Linked DNA regions of Mus musculus: region 2 is linked to region 1. A link is a contact called in public promoter capture Hi-C data. All regions are on one chromosome and are shown on one strand. The core of a region is the stretch at or near the end of the contact, and the rest is flanking DNA. Distances in the headings are between cores, read along the strand shown.

Region 1 (4,595 bases), core at 1,122-3,621:
ACATCCCTGTCCTGACCAAGCCTCTACACATGCGCAAGCTACAGTACAGGAATAATAAAACGTAAGGACTTTTAGAAATTAAAATATACAGGATGCAGGATGACCACTTTCCTCTGAAAAGGGACTAGTGAAAATGGATTTCTGCAGATATGATCCCTTCAAGACATAAAGGAATCCATTCTCCCCACTTCTCTTTGAGAGGCAAGTGGCCAGTCACTGCAGAGGCTCACCTTGTCCATCAGAGCTATCAGAAGGCAGGCCGCCATCAGGGCTCTGCTCGCCGGAGCTCTGCCTGTAGAGCCCGGCCGTGAGTCTCCTCTCCTGCTGCAGCCTCTCATACCCGGCCTGGGCACACAGGAGCTCCATCTGCTTCGCCATCCCCTTTTCAGCCTGCTAGTGAGTAAAGCAAAGATAAAAGCAATAACTAAAGCATTCTAGATTTCTTCATGGCCTGATGCTGCTAATTTGAGACACCAGCGAATGCATTTAGTATTTATTAAAAGGAGCTCACACTTCCTGTGGATGTATATCTGCCTCCATAACTATGAATGCATGCTTGTGTCATGTAAGACACCAGGTTTGTTCAAAAGGTTTCCTTTCAGTCCCATAAAGAGAACTCTATGTAAACTCAAAGCCAATGTAAGCTTCACTTTGTTTCCCAAGGTTCTGAGTCCTTTAAAGGATTTCCCCTTCTTTCTAAAATAGAAAAAAAGAAAAGAAATCAAGAAAGAAAGAAGATGGAAAAAAAGAGCCTAAGAGCAGCAGCAACATCTGCTGTCAACTGCTTTGAGCACAGGGTGAAATCCTGGCATCTTATTTTAGGATTTGGCGCTACCCAGATTCTGCTATGATGACAGCCTGCTTGGAGGAGAAAAGGTGTAAAATGCTTGTCTAGAAGAACAAGACAAACACACCTCCCACCAAAATTAAACAATGCAAATTATGCAGAGAGGCATCCCTGCCAGCAAGGATCTCTGCCTCCATCCCAGAGTGAAGCAGCATTTCCAAACCACGCATAGATGGACATGTTTGAAACAGAAGGCTGCTGTGTGACATATGAGGTCACCTCTGCACGTGTTTTAGAGGCTCCTTTTCTGTGTTCTGCTTTAAATTACTTGCATGTGATATTCAAAGCAGTGTGTCTATATGACATTTGCCAATGAAGTAATAGTCAAAATGCAGATATGATTCATTATCATGTTATATAAAAGTACTATAAGAATGCCACTATGTAAAATTGGTTACAAAAGTCATGATTCACAATTTTAAAAATCAATAGATGGAACACATAATGGATTAAAAAACAGAAGAAATACCCTTATTACTTTTCTAGACATGTACAAACCAGATCAAAGGTAACAACTTCATTTTGGCAAGTTAACTGGGGACATTTCAACAGGCCATTCTGGGAGGGAAACATAGTAGCAAGGTTTGGCAATACTAAACGGGCCTGCAAACAGGTCTGCAGTTCTGTCTAAAAGGGACATTCACACACGGACTTTGGAAATGTCCACTTCTGAGCACATACATAGTTAAAAATTGACTAAGATTTTGGGGTAGGAGGATAGCTATTGTAGCACACAGTACTGGCTGTAGAAGCCTGAGAAACCAAATTCAAATCCCAGCACCCACATGAAGAACTGAGCTGGGAGGTATGCGCCATGACTCCAGCATGAAGAACTGAGCTGGGAGGTATGCGCCATGACTCCAGTAGTGGGGAGCAGATCCAGCTGGGTTCCTGGGGCTCTGCAGCCAGCTAGAAGAACAAATAAGAACAAGGCTAACAAGAGCCCTGTCTCAAAAAAATCAAGGTGGGTGGACCCTGAGGAACCACACCCAAGGCTTCCGTCTGGCCTCTATAAACAGGTGCACACATGAGTACACCTACCAGCACCCTTGTGCACCCACACAAGCATGCACCCCCTGACATATACACAGAAATTAATAAAATTATCCAAAGCTACACACTAATTTAACAATTGTTCAGTAATGCTTTAAATGGGGTAAGAGTAGCAATGTTGACGATATGTTATTGAGATCTTGTGCTATTTTACCTAAGAGTTGTACCAAAATGGCTGTTTTCCCTGATACTCAAAGAATGTGTCACTTCCTACAGAACTACAGAGAGTAAGTAACAGCTTATCAGATTCTGTTCATGAGCCAAATGAAACCAAGATGTTCCTGCCATCAGACAGATAAAGCTGAGGACCAGAAGACATTTAACAACAAGCAGAAACAAACTGTATCCTCACAAACATCAAGTGGAAGCTAGCTGAAGCACCCACCTACCCCCAACCTATAGCTATTCCCATGACAGTCACGGCAGGTGCCTTACCTGTGAACCGAGCCCTGCAAGCTCCTCGCTCTTGGCTCTGGCCTGCTGGAAGAGTGTTGGCACAGATTCCTGGAAGTCGGGAAATCCATCCTGTGGGGCCCGGAGATTCAGACTTTGTTAGCACACAAAGCAAAGACAACCCTCTGCCCTGAGTAGTAAATAATCTGAGATCTTAATGTAGAATATTGCATTTCAGTCTTCGAAGCCACCGTGTCTTATTTTCTATAGTAAAACTGCAAATGAACAAGATTGGAAATCTGATGCTCTCTAGCACCAGCACTGGCAAGCAGACTTTATGACCACAGAGACAAGAGTTCCAACCAGCACCCCCTCACACACACTCACCTCACCGCCCCCCACCCCCCACTCACCTGCTGAACCAGCTCACATGCTCACACCAGACACTTGGAGCCTTCTCCTACTTCTAGCTTTACGAAAAGCACTGAAGTATTTCCATGAAAATAGCATCTTTCAATAGTTTTGACTATCCAGCACAAAAAGCATCAAGAGGCAGAACCCTCCACCAGGAAGCCACCTTTGCTGTCTAACGTTGTTGCAGTGGTCCTCAACGGTACAAGCATGTTGCTGATACTTCACAACTGTAATTTTGCTACAGTTCTGAATCTTAGAAAGCATGTGGCATGCAGGCTATCTGAGCCACAGGTTAAGAACCAGAGGTTAAAGGCCTTGTTTGGATGGGTTATGGGCTTCATCCAGCGTAACTTTCAATGCTGGGACTGGGAACTGTTGGGCTTTTAAAAATATTTTTTTTGTTAAATTTTTTTGACATGCAAAAGTTAATATATTGCCGTTGCATAAGCTTGTATATTACCCTCTGGTTTATATGTGACCGTTTTATAAGCTTGTGCAGTACCATGATTTGTACTGCTCTAAAGTCCAAAAGGGAGTTTTAGTAATTCAGTAAGTAGCCATATTGCCATGTTTTTTATTGCTTGTTTATAATCTGTCTGGTAAAGACCTAAAGTAAAAGAAAAAATTAAATTGCCACCCAACTTGAACTTCCCAGTACTTCCTGTGAGTCCCCTTTGTCAGGATGAGCCTACAATGGCCTACAGTACCTGTCTTCCCAAGTTAGTGTCTTTGGGGGGAAGGTAAAGCCAAGAGAATCTTTCTGAGCTGCTGAGAGGACCAACTGGGAACAGATGATGAGATCATGGGCTTATCACATGACAGCTGCAAAGTGAGAACAGTCATGCATCCAATATGTATGGAACACGATGGTGGGCAACCTACCCACCATTAATTTTAAGTTCTTTTTTAACTGCTTATTTGCTGTTATATAAAAGGCTGCTCTATATAAAGCTACAGGCAACTATGATGGCTTTAGTAAGGAAGCCTTAAGAGGAGGCCACTAGGGTCTCCTTAGAGAAATCCTTATTACCAATGCAGCTTTTTCTTTGTGGGATAAGCTACATGCCTTTAACACAGGGTTAAGAATGTAAAAACCCATTACAGTAATCTAGTAGAAAAAAGATGTGGTGATATAATAAAATGTTTTATTTTATTTGTGATATAAGATATTGGCTCAAAACAGTCTCCCGTTATGGTCTTTGCATGCCATGCTTTCAAATATTTAGTCTACAAAATCAATTTCCTAAATAACATCTAGTCATCTATTTTTAATTAAAAGTTTTAAAGTTTTGAGATGGTGTCATTTTACAGGCCAGGCTAGTCCAGGTTGTAGCTCAGCCTTGGCCTTGAACTCTCAACCTTTCTGCCTTGGCTCCTGAGGGCTGGGATTAAAGGCACCAGAACCACAATTATCTGTTGTTTGAAGTCAGACATGAAACAACATGATTGGAAGTAAAACGTAAATAGCTCTGACACTGTGAGACCGTGTCATGCACCTTCATCTCCAACTGTCCTTTCTTAGTAGTGAAGACACTTGCCTTTCTAGCCCCTGCACTGATGAATAGGGATGCATAGACTGTAATCAGTAGGTGAGCTAGAGCCAACTTTCTATAAGAGCATGAGCACATCATTCTTCTGGTTACTCCAGTTTTCTTCTAAGACTTTTTTTTTAACTCCTACAACTCCAGCCTCCACTCAAGCAAACCTTCCTTTAAGCTCAAACAAGTACACTTGGGCCAAGCATCAAGCAGACTGCCCAACAACCGCACTGCTGGTGTTCAGAAGCCCAAACTGTACTGGTTCCTGTTTCACAGACATTTTCTACTTACCCCTCACAAACAATGCTTGTTTCCCCTGTTCTACAGCTATAGACACCAGCTCCAAGCCT
Region 2 (4,835 bases), core at 2,039-4,538, 380 kb after region 1:
GGTTAGATATGGTGTCCTTGTCTAATAATGAGAATATTATACAATCAGTAGTAATGCTGAGTGTTGGACTGATTTCTTAATGTACAAAGTGAAACGACATGATCCTTTCCTAGGAAATTATTAGAGGCTTTCAAGATAGTTCACTGGGTAAAGGCACACAACTGAGTAAAGCCCGACAACTTGAGTTCATCCCTGAGACTCAAATGGTGGGAGGAGAGAGTCAATTCCTGCAAGTTGTTCTCTGACCTCTCCATATAAACCATTGGACTTGAATGTGTATAGATACACACAATAAAATAAGTAAAGAAATAAATAAATAAGGAAAAGTTTCAATGGCAGAGAATTAAGTCAAAATAGGGCCCCTCTAAGCATGAAGACTGCGAAGCACAGACCCCTTTCACATGAAGTCAGGAAAAAGATGGTTTGGCTCTAGCTACAATATAAAAGTTCATCTTTCCAGTAACATATGCTGCTGCATAGGCTAACAGATTCATTCCTTCCCTGAGTGAATAGGACACGATGCCTTTTGACTGTGAAGCCAAATGGCAACCACTTGTACCTATTCGAGGACTAACTGCAGGTCAGGAATTCTTTGTGTCTTCCACTTGTATGGTGTCTGTTGGCTTCCTCTGTTCTCTAGCCACTATTATATTTGGTCCAGGACAGAAAGATCATTTCTGATCAAGTATCTTACAATATGCCAAAGACTAAGAATAACTTCTTTAAGGTCAGGGTATACTTCAGTGGATGACAAACACCCCTTTAATTTTTCACTCTGAAACTCTTCTCAGATTCCCTCATTTACTATTAATATGCCAACACGTTTTTGTTGATGTGCTTACAGCTAGACATCTGTATGAATCTAGAAGAAACTCAAGAGTAGTGGGTGTCTTGGTTAGGGTTTTACTGCTGTGATTAGACACTATGACCAAGGCAACTCTTATAAAGACAGCATTCAATTGGGGATGACTTACAGGTTCAGAGGTTCAGGCCACTATCATCAAGGTGGGAGTATGTCAACGTCCAGGCAGGCATGGTGCAGGAGAAGCTGAAAGTTCAATACCTTGTTTGGAAGACTGGCTTCCAAGCAGCTAGGACAAGGGTCTTAAAGCCCAGCCCACAATGACACAGTTCCTCTAACAAGGCTACACCTACTCCAACAAGGCCACACGTCCAAATAGTGCCACTCCTTTGGGCCAAGTATGTTCAAATCACCACAGTGGACAGTTAAATATGGGGTTTATTTAATAAGCTGCTTTCCAGAACAGGTATGTTTTCACTGATATTTCTAGTTTGTGAGCATTCTCTTAATCAGATATTTTGTCTCAGAGGAAGACTGAGGGATCTGTAACTTTTCTGAAGATAATTAGCAATGTTTCGAAGCAAGTTCAGCTATGTAGAGTACTAAACTCTGGTCTTTCCTCAATGTCAAATGCATCTCATATGTTTCTGACTCAAAGAACATTTAATTTACTTAGTTTTCCTAGACAGGGTCTTGCTGTGTAGCCCAGGTGACCATTCTGTTTCAGGTTTCTGAGTGCTGGAATTATAGGTGTGTGTCATCGGGTCTGGTTTAAATTTACCTTTTCATTAAAAAATTATTAAAATTACACAGCCAGGCATGGTGGCACATGCCTTTCATCCCAGCACTCGGGAGGCAGAGGCAGGTGGATTTCTGAGTTCGAGACCAGCCTGGTCTACAAAGTGAGCTCCAGGACAGCCAGGTCTATACAGAGAAACCCTGTCTCAAAAAACCAAAAAAAAAAAAAAAATTACACAAACTCCTTCAGATCAATTAATACCTGCTGATTAAACTTAAAAGCCAAACATAGATAATCAACTGGGCATTTCAAGACAGCCTAGTCTAGGGAGCAAACTCCTTTCCTTTCCATTTTTTAAAGTAAAAACCACTACCGTATTTATTGTTTCTCAATATTACAAAGAAAAGGCAATGCAATCTTTTTACATTAAATGTGGTAGTAAAAAAATTATATTTAAAGGTTTTTGAAATTTCTTATTAGATATTTTCTTTATTTACATTTCAAATGTTATCCCCTCTCTTCCTTTCCTTCTCCTATGGAAACCTCCTATCCCCTCCCCCTTCCCCCTGCTTCTGTGACAATGCTCCCCCAACCAACCAACCCCCCTCTCTGGCTTCCCCATCCTGGCATTCCCCTACACTGGGGCATCCAGCCTTCACAGGACCAAGGGCCTCTCCTCCCATTGATGCCTGACAAGGCCATCATCTGCTACATATGCACCTGGAGCCATGGGTCCCTCCATGTGTACTCTTTGGTTGGTGGTTTAGTCCCTGGGAGCTCTGGGGGTTCTGGTTGGTTGATATTGTTGTTTGTCCTATGGAGTTGCAAACCAATTCAGCTCCTTCATTCCTTTCTTTAACTCCTCCATTGGAGACCCTGTGCTCAGTCCAATAGTTGACTGTGAGCATCCACCTCTTTGTCAGGCTCTGACAGAGCCTCTCTGGAGATAGCTGTATCAGGCGCCTGTCAGCAAGCACTTGTTGGCACCTACAATAAAAAGTCTCTGGGTTTGGTGACTATATATGGAATGGATCCCCAGGTGGGGCATTCTCTGGATGGCCTTGCCTTCAGTCTCTGCTCCACACTTGCCTCTGTATTTCCTCCTGTGGGTATTTTATTTCCTCTTCTAAGAAGGACCAAAGCACCCACACTTTGGTCTTCCTTCTTCTTGAGCTTCTTGTGGTCGGTGAATTGTATCTTGCCGAGCCTTTGGGCTCATATCCATACTGTGTGTTCTTTTGTGATTGGGTCACCTTACTCAGGATTGATACTTTCTAGTTCCATCCATTTGCCTAAGAATTTCATGAAGTCATTGTTTTTAATGGCGGAGTAGTACTCCATTGTGTAAATGTACTACATTTTCTATCTCCATTCCTCTGTTGAAGGACATCTGGCTTCTTTCCAGCTTCTGGCTATTATAAATAAGTTTTTCTACTTTTCTCTTTGCTTTGGTTACTCACCTCTCAGCTTTCGTCTTGGCTCCTCCTCTTCCTCCTCCCCTCACTAGTTAACGCCCCTAGCCAGGACCCGCCCCACCTTTACCCGGCCTGGCCCTGTCTAGTGTGGCCCTGCCCACTGCTCTTGCTGGTTTCCTAACTGCTCCTGTTTTGCCCCGCCCCGCCCCGCCCGGCCGGGCCCGTGAGCGTAGCGCAGCGGAAGTGTAGGCGTTGGGCCGCTCTGGCCCACCGGAGGACTTGTCATCAGTGACCCCGGCTCTCCTCTGCTCTCATCGGCTGTGGGCGGGGCTGTGGGCGGGTCTAACTACCAGAGCCGGTGGAACCACTACACTCTGCTTCTTCTGCTCTTGGGTTTTTAGGCCATGGGGCAGCCATATGCGTGGCGGCTCCTGTCGAGGTGAGTTGGTGAGCAAGGCAGAGCTAAGGGCCGGCTTGGGGGAAAAGGCTCACAAGTGTCCCCGCAGGTCTCGCAGATCTAGTCGCCTTTGTATGGCAGCCTCTGCTTTGCTGCCCCGCGGCGACCTCAGCGGCGATCGCAACGACATGCGTCCTCTGACTTTGCTCTTTTTCTTGCAACAGCACCTTCATTTTCCGTCCTCTAGCATCTGTTAGGCCTTGACGTCCCACAACTTTCTCCCCCCTCCGTTTGTCTCCTATTTATTTTCTTTCTTGGAACTGGGCGCTGTGTGGGGACGTGCCACCTGATTTACTGTGTAGGGTATTTTCTTAAGTCACACAGAAATGACAGGTTGTGTACCTGGGCTCCGGGTAAGGAACTTGATTATTTCAGCTAGCAGTAGTAGCAGCGCAGGCAATTGGAACTCACAGAATAATGTTGTGACCATTTAGCGTGGCTTGACCGGAGCAGTGCAGATATTAACTTTCTAAGAGTGTCTCTCACTGCAATCGGACCTTGGCAGAAGGAAATGTGGTAGCACCCATTTTAGGAGCTTTGGCTAGTGTAATTCCTTTTCCCCAGTACCATACGCAAAAACTTCAATTTCCCCCCTGTGGAACTCTTCACTGAAGTACTTTTGGGCGATGAAATGTGTGCTGTTAGACATCTGTGCAGTCTAGGAGCATCTCAGACGTGGAACGCACCCTTGTTCCGTCTGCACGTTTCTTATGCCTTACAGTCTGTTGTGGAAGGTTCCTGCAAAGGCATAGAATGTTTCTTAGTTCTAAATGAGTAGTTACCAGTGGAGTTAGGGAGATGGTTCCGCGGTTTTAAGAGCCTATACTGCTCTTAAAGGACTGGCTAAGAGGACAAAGTTCTGCTTCCCGTGTGGCTCATAACTACCTTTAACTCCGTCTCCAAGGAATCTGATAGTTTCTTCTGGATCCATTGGACACTTGTACTTACATGGGCATACATATATACATAGTTAAAAACACATCTTAAGCCGCGCATGGTGGCGCACGCCTTGAATCCCAGTACTTGGGAGATAGAGGCAGGGATTTCTAAGTTCAAGGCCAGCCTGGTCTATAGAGTGAGTTCCAGGATAGCCAAGGCTACACAGAGAAGTCCTGTCTCAAAAAACAGAACAAAACAAAACATCTTAAAAAGAATAGTGCCTTTTTAGCAGAAAGCACCAACGATACTCAGGTATTTTTGTTACATGTAGAAGTTGCCTTGCTTCTCTTTTTTCTTTTGTGGTGAATAATAGCATCTGCTCACATAATCATTGTTGTTGCTTCTTGATGATGGCAAATTCTAAATTATTTGGGAACAATAATTTAGAGGCATGTATATTAACAAAGTTAACTTCATCTAGAAAGATTCTGTCATTACTGTGGTTCAGCTTGTCCCTATTTCACTCCACATTTCAACATGTAA

What was found. Promoter capture Hi-C pulls out the DNA fragments that hold promoters and counts their contacts.
Region 2: a promoter capture Hi-C map of liver shows a contact between it and region 1, with 2.7 times the contacts expected there. The contact joins the promoter of Hibch here to the enhancer-like site in region 1. A contact is called at or near these places in 7 of 39 promoter capture datasets (the 3T3-L1 cell line, the C10 cell line, HPC-7-derived erythroid cells and 2 more), 1 of 484 Hi-C or Micro-C datasets (B cells), 2 of 115 datasets of contacts at active chromatin or transcription factors (extraembryonic endoderm stem cells and pancreatic cancer cells) and 1 of 9 other capture datasets (liver).

What each region holds. Positions count from the first base shown.
Region 1 is chr1:52,464,555-52,469,149 of GRCm38.p6, forward strand. It overlaps Nab1 (Ngfi-A binding protein 1), which reads right to left. Exons shown (of 8, transcript NM_008667.3): 5 at 2,336-2,425; 6 at 231-393. Among named protein-coding and RNA genes, the nearest start is that of Gm23460, 22 kb to the left of the region's middle. Within about 2 kb of position 2,372, at least 13 of the 459 cell types and tissues checked have an H3K27ac peak or open chromatin away from gene starts, as enhancers often do. A contact at or near this core is called in liver, where this site is marked.
Region 2 is chr1:52,841,750-52,846,584 of GRCm38.p6, forward strand. It overlaps Hibch (3-hydroxyisobutyryl-Coenzyme A hydrolase), which reads left to right and starts at 3,289. Exons shown (of 14, transcript NM_146108.2): 1 at 3,289-3,395. The coding sequence starts at 3,361.